Linked DNA regions of Mus musculus: regions 1 and 3 are each linked to region 2. A link is a contact called in public promoter capture Hi-C data. All regions are on one chromosome and are shown on one strand. Each heading gives the region's core, a stretch centred on a gene start, on an enhancer-like site or on the middle of the called end of the contact. The rest is flanking DNA. Distances are from core to core; before and after follow the strand shown.

Region 1 (3,888 bases), core at 742-3,241, 480 kb before region 2:
CAACCATGGGATTCCTCTCAGTAGTGACCAGTGAGTCACCCAGGGGTCAGGGAATCATTTCAAAGTGGGGTTTGGATGGGGTCATCTTGCAAGAGGACAGGGTAGGTCACTCCTGGAAAGGCAAGGGAATCACTTACAAATGAGGTGGTACTTCATAGAAACTGACACCACGGTAGCGTTCCATATGCTGCCGGCTGTAGATCTGTAGGTCTCGGTAGGGATTGACAGAGACTAGGACAGGACCGATGTAGGTCTGGGGGTTGGGGGGGTGGGGGAGAAGGGTCAGAGGCTTTTCCTGAAGGTTCCTGCTGCCACCTTCCCCTAGGTCCTTGGGCCCAGCCGTGCTCATGGCACTCACATAAATGAGGTTCTCCCGGAACCGCCGCCGGAGGTTCTCAATGAAGGCAGCCTCACTGGTGAAATTCTCCAGCAGGACAAAGTCCTGCACCCCTACCCGGTCTCGGGCAGTCAAGGCGCTCTCCATGGTCACTCGAACCCCGTCACTGCCCAGGGCCTGTGAGGAACCAGCCACAAGACGCTGTCAGAGTCTGCAGGTTAAAGTCTCGTTTCCTACCCTGCCTGCAGGATGTAGAAGGCAGGGACACTTTGGACACAGGCTACAGAACATGTTCCGGACATATGGCTGGGTTGCAGGATGCTGGAATGCAGATAAGAGACCCTATGGGACATATGGACCATGCACACAGCCCATAGGAGCACAAAGGGCCCAGCAGACACTGAACGACTGCATGGAATCCAGGGCAGCGGCATTTTGAGTTGAGGAAGGTGGGACATGACAAGGAGCTCCTAGGAACGGCAGAAAGAATGCTGGTGTTGACCTTGGACAAACCTCCTCCTTTCTCAGGACTGCTTCCTCTTCAGAGAACAGGAGTGGGTTAGTTCAGGTGACCTCAAATCCCAGCTACGTGTTACAGGTGCTTTGGAGGACAAACGGTTCAGAGGGAATTCTGCAGACAGGGAGGGGCCATCTCTCCAACTCCCATCCACCCCAAATTCCCAGAAGTAGAAGTTGTTTAGGGATCAAGCCAGAGCTCACGTCCTAGGAGAGGGTTTCCCCATGGGCCACCACCTCAGCTGGACTTGATGCCCACCCCAGAAGCGGGTGGCCTGCCCTCCCTCAACTGGAGCCACTCCCTCCTCTCCAGCTGCTAGGCTTCCCCCCCCGCCCCCCCTCCTCCCGCAGCTCCTCCACCGTTGAGAAGCCTCAGGAGGTGGAGGGTTCTCCCAGGGGAAACCCAGCTGCCACCCAAGGGTGGGGCAGGTACAGGCTTAGCTAGACCCTCAAGCCGCGTCTTAAGCAGAGCTTTCCTTTCAAAGAGGGCCTGCAGATCTAGAAAATGCTGGGGTAGGGGGGTGTCAAGGAAGAGGAAGGTACTGGGAGCCGCTGTAAATTCCAGGGAGGTCACCAAGTCTCCCCTGACCCTGGTTTCTAGCCCTAGTTGCTCAGTTCTCTGCTTCTCCGTCACCCCTCAAGTCCAGGGCCTGTCTCCCTCAGACCTGCCCACCCCTGACCCACCCAGCCCGAAGCTGCTGCCAAACACCACCGCAGCCAACGCCCCCTGGTCCTCAAGTGGGAGGGGTCTTAGCCATCACCAGGGGCGACCACATGGTCCTGGGTTCGAGCGTTCTGCAGCCCTCTCCGCCTCGGCCTCCTGTTCTAGCAACTTTCAGGGACATCTTCCACCGAAATTCCTGGGCCGCGCCCGCTTCAAGGCCGGCCCTGGAGCGCCGCGGGCCACCGAGAGATACCCTGGACCCCAAACCTGCCCGCGCCCATGCTCACCGATGCCCGGTAGCGCATCCTGCCGGACCCGGCGCCCCGCTCCGCTGCCCGCGCCTCTTGGTCTGTACTCGGCCGCGGCGTAACCGAGGGAGGGGCCAGCCCGCCCCCTGCACCGCCCCTTGCAGGCCCCTTGGCTCAGGGGGCTCGGAGTCCCGACCCTAGGACCCACTGCAGCCGGCCTGGCCGGGCTGGGTGGGAGGGGGTTCGGGACCTAAGAGGGGGCGCGCGAGGGGCGGGGCCTCCTGCGTGCCGCGGGCTCCGCCTGAGTCAGGTTTTCCAGGAGGAACGTCGTTAGTTCCAGGGTGGGGCCCGGAACCCGCGCGGCCGCCGCGTCTACACAGCTCCGGAACTCACTTCCGGGCTCGTGTCTACAGCACGGGGCTGGACACCCCGCGCGAGACGAGGGCTGAAGCCCGTGGGTCACCGGGGAAGCAGGATTTCTCTCCCCACCCCCAACCTCGAGTCCCGGGAAAGTTAAAAATAGAACGAAATGTCCAAATACGGCCGGCGCCCCGGGACAGGCGGAGCCTCTGTACGGGACACTGTCCACCCCCATACACACTCCCAAAGGACTGGCTCCATTCTTTAAATCCTTAGAAAAGAAATTGTTTGAGACAGGGTCTCTTTACGGAGCCCAATCTGGCCTGGAACTCAAGATGCCTCCTGCCTCAGCCTCCTGAGTACTAAGATTACAAACTTGTGCCAAGAGAGCCAGAAGAGAAACATCTCTTGAAAGATCTCTTCCCTAGCTAAGAAACAAATCCTAGGGTCAGAGCAGGGTGCCCTTTTTGACCCAGCATGACCCCTAAAGAAGCCTGTTTGCCGAGTAGGCAGCACCCTTCTGACTTTCCTACGTGTGCAGCCAATAACCTTATGTTCCAGCCTGAATATCCTCCGGACTCAGTGCCCTGCCCCATGGGCTCCTCTCCTCTCTTCCCTTCTTTCTCTTCCCTCTGGATCTCCGCTCTTCCCTGAACACAGGCCATCAGCTGTCTTCCTTGTCTGTCCAGCACCCTCGCTGGTTCTCTGACGACATCAGCCCTTTTTAGGCCCGAGAAGAGTGTGTGAGAGGAGTGGAGTGGACTTTGGGTCAGTTGCCACCTCTTGTGGCATATGGATGTCTACGGTAAAACAAAACAACAACAACAAAACCAGCCTGGCCTTTGCTTACTAGCAGGATGATGATCATGAGTAAGTGCCTTAAGAGGCCGATTGGCTGATACTTGCCAGAATTGTTGGGTTGCCTGAAATGAAGCACTGACCAAGCCATCAACACCACTACTACCCTCTTCCTCTTTCATTCTACACGCACTGAGGGACTTGGGGGAGAGTCCAATCTTCTTGTCTAGTGAAGAAAGCGTCCGCCCCTATATCTACCATTTGCAAAGGGTTCTCAAGTGCCTTATCTATTCCTCGCCCTTTGTAAGGAACCTGAAGCATATACCGAGGGTATACACTTGGTCTAGGGAGGATAGGGGGAGTAAGAACCCAAAGCACCAAAGCGCCCCACCCCTTGGACGGGGACTCCCTGGGGAGGAGGTGAGTCTGCGACAGGTGCTGCCTTGCGGCCTCAAGGGGAAGGATGGTTCATTACTTCGTGAACAACAGCTCGAGCCACAACCCGGGGGTGGGGGTGGTGTGCGGCGCCAGCTGGGGAACGAAGCCCTTTGGAGCGGGCCAGGGGAATGGGTGCTGCAGGTGGAAGATGGGTGAAAGACAGGGCAAAGGGGAGCGCCCTTTACGATGCCCCCAGGTTTAAAAGCATAGAGAGGATACGACCTTCAGTCCACCCCAGAGCATTAGAAGACCTGAGGTGGGAGAGCTTGGAGTCCCCAGCACTAGCATGGGCTCGCTCCCCTCCCCCTACCGCGGCCTCATTGAGCTCCCTCTCCAGCCAGAGGAGTCTTGGTGGGAGGAGCGCACTGAAAGGGGAGGGGCTTCGAGGCCGCAGTGCCCGCCCTGCCCCGCCCCGTCCCGCCCCGCCGCGTCAAGCGGCTGGAATGAGGGGAATCCGCGCGTGGAGGGGTCCGACGGACTTCACCCATCCCGAGCGGCGCAGCCGCATTCCTAGGATGCCCGCTGGC
Region 2 (3,350 bases), core at 738-3,237:
CCTGGAGGTGAGAGGCCTGGGCATCAAGAGGAGGGGGCTGACAGGAAAGTAGCTGGAGAAACCAGTAGGCTGAGGTGTCTAGCTTTGGCCACTTCATCTCAGAAGCTCCTGCCTGGCCTCCCTCTCTCGGCAGCACTTGGAATCTCAGCTCAGAAACTTGGGACTTCCTTTCGTGAGGCTGTTGCTCTCTGAGATCTTCCCCAGCAAGCTCAGTCTACTTCCTGAGGTGGATGTGTGAGTTTCCCCACCTTACCCATGTATGGTGACCAGCTAACGGGAGCTTAGAAAACAGGTTCTGGCCAGCACAGATCAAGAACTTATCTAGCAGGGGCCACCCTTGACCATGGGCCGCCTGCATTGTCTAGCCATCATAGTCTGGTGGGAATGAGTGTAAGAGCACTGTGTACAAACCTTGGTTCTAGATGGGTAGTTACAACTGAACTGTCCCCAGAAGTTGGCTTATGGAGTGAAGGGCTGATGACATGCCCCTTGCTGTGTTTGATTCCATTAAGGTGGATTTTTTTTTCTTTTGCATGTGTGTTAGTTTGTGTGAAGCTTTGGTGTCCACCCCCCCCCCCTTCTCTTTTCCCCTGAAGCAATCCACCTGTCTGGATCTCGTCAGTGCTGGAGTACAAGTGTATATCATATACCACACACACAAATTTTGCCTCTTACTTTAGAAGGTTGTGAGCTACTATGTGGGTGTTGGGAATTGAACTTGAATCCTCTGCAAGAGTAGCCAGCTCCCTCAACCACTAAGCTGTGTGTCCAGCTCCACTTTTGCTTTTAATGCAATGGTTTTGGGAGTTAAGGTCAAGTCCTAGGCTTACAGGGCAATCAGAGTTACCTTCCCAACAGTATATAGTTGGATCAGTGCAATCTGTTGACAAGTGGACATACTGAGATACTGAGACACCGTTATGTTCTTCAGTGTGGTACCCCAGAGAGAGGTGACCTTCATGTCACATCTTAACTGACTTATCTCCCTAGGTGGGTGCAGGTGGCATGTCCACGCCTCTCCATTGACTGGGGTTCAGCCTTTCCCAAGCCACTGCTGACACCGTACGAGGTAACAGCCACATTTTGAAAATCTTTGTATTTCCTGTTGAGGGAGGGTTGTGAGATGGCTGGCATGGGTAAGCAGCACGTAGGGTTGCAGGTTCTGAGATCGAGCCACCATCTTGCTGTGTAGTTTTTGTTTATATTTAAGAGTTGCTGGGAGATGTGAGCCAACACACCTGACTCGCTGTGTAGCTGCGACTCTCTTCACTTCACTCTTCCTTTCTGAAGGATGATAATACACTCCCTTCATAGACCCTGGTCAAATTTGCTAATGCAGGGACAAAAAAAGAAAGAAAGAGAGAGAGAGAGAGAGAGAGAGAGAGAGAGAGAGAGAGAGAGAGAGAGAGAGAGAGAGAGGAAGGAAGGAAGGGAGAAAGAAGAAAGAGAGAGAAAGAATATCATTGTCTTTTCTCCCCTAGGCAGCTGTGGCCCTGAAGGACATTTCTTGGCAGCAACCCTACCCCATGGACTTCTACTCTGGCAGCTCCTTAGGGCCATGGACAGTGAACTACGGTCGGGACCGAGCACCTCGGGGTCTCTGCCAGCCTGCATCTGACAAGGTAGCCCACTTTAAGCAGGGCTGAGAGGCAGCCTACAGGCGTGACGTGGTCCACCGCCGCCGCCCTGAGGACAGCGGGGGAAATGCAAGGGAGCCGGGTGGAGGTTGCAGTAGAGAGACTTGAATCTATCTGCTACCTCAGGTGCAGCAAGGGTCCAGAGGCGGCTCTCCAGCCCCAGCCTGTGAGAGTTGCAACTGCGCAGACCAGAAGGCTACTTCGCCGGCTCCCTGAGAGGGCCAGAGCAGCAGGTATTTGCAGCCACGCCCCACCTTTTTGTTTTAGGAGAGCCCCGCCTTAGGGGTGTTCCCCGCACGGGCCCTGCCCCCTTGCCGGTTCTACTTCCGCCTGGGAAGGCCTGCTTCCGGTCGGTCTGCAGTATGGCGGCACGGCAGACCCTGCGAGTGCTGTGTCTAGCCGGCTTCCGGCAGAGCGAGCGGGGCTTCCGTGAGAAGACCGGAGCGCTGAGGAAGACGCTGCGGGGTCGGGCAGAGCTTGTGTGCCTCAGCGGACCTCACCCGGTCCCCGAGGCAGCGGCTCCCGAGGGTTCGTGTCCAGACTCGGGTGAGACTTGCTGGACCCCTTCGCACACCTGGACCTCAGTTCTCACCTAGCGCCTTTAACTCCGGCTCTAGTCTGAGCTCCCAGGTTTCCTCCTTTATCTGTGTCCAGGCCATTCCAGGTCCCTCCCGCCCCCCAAGTCCCCTGGCTGCACTTTCCCAAGCTCTGCCTTTTTCTTCTCACCATCTCTAACCCTGGGCCTGTGCTCTTCTCCCATCTGCTTCTAGGGCCCTGTTCTCCGGAGGAGCAGCCTCGAGGCTGGTGGTTTTCTGAGGAGGAAGCCGATGTTTTCTCTGCTCTGGAAGAGTCCACAGTGTGCAGGGGTCTGCAGGAGGCCCTGGAAACGGTGGCACGGGCCCTTGACACGCTGGGGCCGTTTGATGGACTTCTTGGCTTCAGCCAGGGGGCTGCACTAGCAGCTTATGTGTGTGCCCTGGGCCAGGCAGGCGATCCTCGCTTCCCCTTGCCAAGATTTATTATACTTGTGTCGGGGTTCTGTCCCCGAGGCCTTAAGGAACCTATCTTGCAGAGCCCCATGTCACTGCCTTCACTTCATGTTTTTGGGGATACTGATCGAGTCATCCCTTCTCAGGAGAGTATGCAATTGGCTAGCCGATTCCTTGGAGCCGTCACCCTCACCCACTCCGGTGGTCACTTCATTCCAGCAGCTGCATCTCAGCGTCAGGCCTACCTTAAGTTCTTGGACCAGTTTGCAGAATGAAGGATGGACAAATGTCTCCGCACTGCTCCCACTTTGTCCAGCAGCTCTCCCCTGTCTCCTCACCATGGCTAGTTAAGACAACTGTCAGTTCTCAGGACACACATAAGCCCAGAGAGCCTGTGAGAAGACAGGGGTGGGCAGGCAGGGGCTGGCACCCCTGTGACTGACAGACAATAAAGCGATGCTTTAGATGTTGAATGCCTTTCTCCTGCTGCCCCGATCCTGGGGCAGCACCAAACCAAACCCAAGGACACATTTTTGGTGGAAGTCATTTATTGTTTTGTATCTTTAAATTCGGCTTATTGTGTGTATGGGTGCAGACTTGTGGAGATCAGAGGATAAGTGCGGGGAGTTGATTCAACCATGTGGGTTCTTTCTGAGCTCTGATCATTTGACTTGGCAAGTCATGCCTCTACCTGCTGAGCCATGTCACCATCCTTTTGTGGAAG
Region 3 (3,484 bases), core at 777-3,276, 450 kb before region 2:
AGGGGATGGAGGCTAAGATTTTTCCAGATAGCAGGCAAAGACCTAGGTATGTGCAAGGCTTCCGCTGCAGTGATCATGGGAAATGTGTCTGCATGTTTGTTTGTTTGGTGCTTTTGAGGCTGTGTCTCACTATGCAGCCCTGGCTGGCCTCAACTCCTTACGGAGATCAGCCTTCTTCTGCCTCCTAAATTCTGAGATTAACGTTGTTAATCTCACTATGCCCAGCTTGCTTCTGCATCGTGTGGTAGGAAAGAGGAAAAGGAGCAGTGGATTACCCAGCTTTCACCTTCCCTTTCATGCCTGGAAAGCAGGAATCTCTTCCCTCCCTCCAACTGGCTCTTCTAGGCAGGTTTACAGTCGCCCATAGCTGGCAGTACCTGGCACAGAGCTGCCAAAGGGAGCTCAAATGCCATTGGCCAGAAGGAAAGAATGATTGCGTTTGAGAGACAGGAACCTATTAGCCCCTCCAGCTACAGAAACCTCACTCATCCTCTGTGGCCCAGTCAGCAACTCTGCATGCTTACTCCTCAACCTATGGGTTCCCAAGAGCACCGAGAGGGAATTGGAGGTTGACTGAGCATGGCCATGTGCTTCAGAGCTACGAGAACAGAAACTCAGAAAGAGAGAGGCTGACAGCGTATTCCCTTCCCCTCTCCTACCTTGCAGATCCTTGGCACACAACAAATCCTGCCAAGGCCTTCACGTAGCCTAGGGACAAGTTTCTGAGTAACAGGTTTCTTATTATCTGTCTCACGAGTCTACTCTCTCTTGGGACAAGTCGCCAGTTGGTACATAACATTCCAACCTCCGCTCTCCACAAGTCTCAGTATCAGGAGAAATAATCAACAGCTCTTAAATACCACCACATCCATCACAAGTTCAGAAAAGCGAAGACTTAGGGAGACCTTCAGTGAGGGTGTTGCTATAGCAACACTCCAAGAAGCCCAGACTGTCTCCAGGACAGAGCAAGCAGGAGCTCAGACTCTACAGATGAAACCTGAGTTCCAAGAATACCGAGGCACTGAAGCACAAGATCCCGCAGAGCCACCCAAAAAGGGGAGGGGGGCATTTCCTTCTCCACCAGAGCCTGTTCTTAAAGTGTGACTTGTAAACAAAACAAAACAAAAAAATTCCTGGTTAGCTTCAAGCAGCTCCCTGCCTCTCCCTATGAATATAAACAAAATAATACAAAAACCTTCCTCTCAAGTCCTCTGAGAGACTGTCATTTTGTCTGTTTACAGTCTCCCCCTGCTGTCCGGCAGGTAACCGGTTTCTTTACTCAGTGGCTCCTTGTATTCCCACTCTAAGTGGATAAAAAATAAAACTCGGGATTTGGCATCCCAATCCTCAACTTTGATGATTAGTAACAAATCCATGCACCGCGAATTACGCTCAATTGGACGATTAGCAGTGTTCCTCGTGATTTAAGAGCGGGCATGAGACCAGGCTTTACCTCGCTAAAGGATCTTATCTAAATCTGATTTCGGATTTCTAGAGATCACAGCCCGATCAAGAAGACCCCATGATGTACTGCTGAAAAACAGGAACAAAACTTCTAATCTACAACTGTAGGGGCAAATGTTGGTCCTTAGCAATCTAACCCTGTCTGCTCCAAGAATCAACTGGACACTTGCTTGGGGAGCATCTGCAGTGACCAACTCGGCAGCCAAAGTTTAGAGCGTGCATCAATCCTAACATAGCCCTTTCAGTACTGGCCTGACAGAATTCGGGTATCTAAACTAGGGCAGCCTTGATCCTACTGTGGTTTTGAAATCCAGCCCCACAAATCAGACTGGGCTGAAGACAGCTAACCGCCAGGAACCGACCGGCCTACACCTGCGTCCTCACCTGAGTGCAAAGCCTTTCGGTGCGCTCGGCCTCCTTAGACTCACAGCCGACATTATTCCCTCGCGGTAACCCGGTGTGTTCCTGTCTCCGTGCTGCATCTAGTGCGAGCCGGAGCAGCCCTTGGTCTCCGGTCTCAGCAGCACTGCTCCCTCCGGATTGTTTTTCTTCCGGATTCGGACTGCGCTTCGGCTTCCGTAGGAGGTGGATCCAGAGTGTCTAGGGTTTTGGGGTGCGGTTGGAGGACAGAGGCGGGGCTTTACAGCAGAGCGAACCGCCCAGAGGCGGAGCTGAGCCAGGCTCAGAGAGGCGGGCTCTACATGTCATCCACTCCCGACGCCATACCGCCGGCCCGGACGCGGGAGTGGGCGGTGGCGGGGCCACCTAGGCTCCGCATTCCCAGCCTGCTTTGCGCAAGGGCGCGGGCGTGAGGAGCGTTGAGGGCGGAAGTTGCTGCGGCTCGAGGACTCGGGCTGCTTCGTGATCGTCCCGCAGCGTACGGTCTTCGCTGTCGCCTGCCCACCCTCAGAAACCGGGAGTGGACAGGATGGGGAGCCTCACTGTAGTCTGTTCGGCCTCTCTCGCCCACACTATAAGTAATTTCTCATGTTCCTTGGCGCCCTCATAGGGGTCAGAGAACACTTCCATTCATTTAAGTGACTTGGTGATCGTCATTTAAAAAAATTTTTTTTTCCATCTGAGACAGTCTTGCTAGTAAGTACTGGGGCTTGTTATACAGACCAAGTTGATTTTCCGACCTCAGCTGAGATTACACCACCACGCCCAACTTGAAACTAGTTTTGCTGAATACAAAGCAAAATAATTTAGGATCCCCGAGAGCTATCAGTGAATGAAAAACAAGCCGTTGCTATTTGGTGTATATTCATGGTGACTGTTTACTTTGCCAGACACTTCGATTTATTATTTCCTTTAGATCTCTGGGTCTTAATTTTTGAGGGGTAGGGGGGATAGTGCATGGGGTTGTTTTTACAGTTATGACTTCCCCCAGGGAAATGGGAGTGTTGTTTTAGCACACTGTAGTACCAGCTACCCAGTGATGCCTCAAGAACCCACAAAAGCTCCACTACCTGAAATACATGTTCTGGAACCCGGTGTAGTGATGTTATTTCCAAAACTCACCGAGATTGGTTACTCCAAGTTTGAGTCCAGTTTGGGCTACCTTAAAGTTTCAGGGCATTCGAACTGTGCTGTGATTCATTCTCAAAATGGAAGGGAAGGGGACAACTTCTACCAAGTCTAACTAACCACCTGAGCTTTACCCCTGGATGGAAGACAAGAATCACAGTTGTAGCCATAAACACAGTAATAAAGCTGAAAGTACTGGAGAGGGCTCACAAGTTAAGAGCACTTACAGACCACTGAAGTTGGGTTTGATTCCCTTCACCCACACGGTGGCCCATAATCATTCTAATTCCAGTTGCCCTTTCCCCTCTCTGGGTACTAAGCATGCCAGTGGTGCACATTAACCTCGTCCACTTGCAGTGAAATTAACAAACCTGGTCTAGTATTCTCATTAGGCCAAGCTAGCCTCAAACACAGAAAGATCCACCTGCCTTCCAAGGGCTGGGATTAAAACCCCGTGGCACCATGCCTTTAAACAAGCTTTTTATTTCTATTG

What was found. Promoter capture Hi-C pulls out the DNA fragments that hold promoters and counts their contacts.
Region 1: a contact with region 2 is called in a promoter capture Hi-C map of liver, with 3 times the contacts expected there. The contact joins the promoter of Myo1c here to the promoter of Ovca2 in region 2. A contact is called at or near these places in 4 of 39 promoter capture datasets (the C10 cell line, hippocampal neurons, liver and 1 more), 4 of 484 Hi-C or Micro-C datasets (embryonic stem cells and pro-B cells), 5 of 115 datasets of contacts at active chromatin or transcription factors (embryonic midbrain, extraembryonic endoderm stem cells, large pre-B cells and 2 more) and 1 of 9 other capture datasets (pancreatic islet).
Region 3: a promoter capture Hi-C map of pre-B cells shows a contact between it and region 2, with 3 times the contacts expected there. The contact joins the promoter of Inpp5k here to the promoter of Ovca2 in region 2. A contact is called at or near these places in 11 of 39 promoter capture datasets (the 3T3-L1 cell line, 3T3-L1-derived adipocytes, the C10 cell line and 6 more), 1 of 484 Hi-C or Micro-C datasets (CD8 T cells) and 9 of 115 datasets of contacts at active chromatin or transcription factors (double positive thymocytes, effector CD8 T cells, embryonic midbrain and 5 more).

What each region holds. Positions count from the first base shown.
Region 1 is chr11:75,654,118-75,658,005 of GRCm38.p6, reverse strand. It overlaps Myo1c (myosin IC), which reads right to left and starts at 1,991. Exons shown (of 32, transcript NM_001080775.1): 1 at 1,805-1,991; 2 at 359-514; 3 at 138-253. The coding sequence starts at 1,822.
Region 2 is chr11:75,177,445-75,180,794 of GRCm38.p6, reverse strand. It overlaps Ovca2 (candidate tumor suppressor in ovarian cancer 2), which reads left to right and starts at 1,987. Exons shown (of 2, transcript NM_027136.3): 1 at 1,987-2,183; 2 at 2,408-3,350. The coding sequence starts at 2,000. The coding sequence ends at 2,901. Dph1 (diphthamide biosynthesis 1) reads left to right here. Exons shown (of 13, transcript NM_144491.2): 8 at 1-7; 9 at 134-234; 10 at 991-1,069; 11 at 1,482-1,622; 12 at 1,764-1,870; 13 at 2,408-3,152. The coding sequence ends at 1,853.
Region 3 is chr11:75,629,562-75,633,045 of GRCm38.p6, reverse strand. Inpp5k (inositol polyphosphate 5-phosphatase K) reads right to left here and starts at 2,026. Exons shown (of 12, transcript NM_008916.2): 1 at 1,849-2,026. The coding sequence starts at 1,946.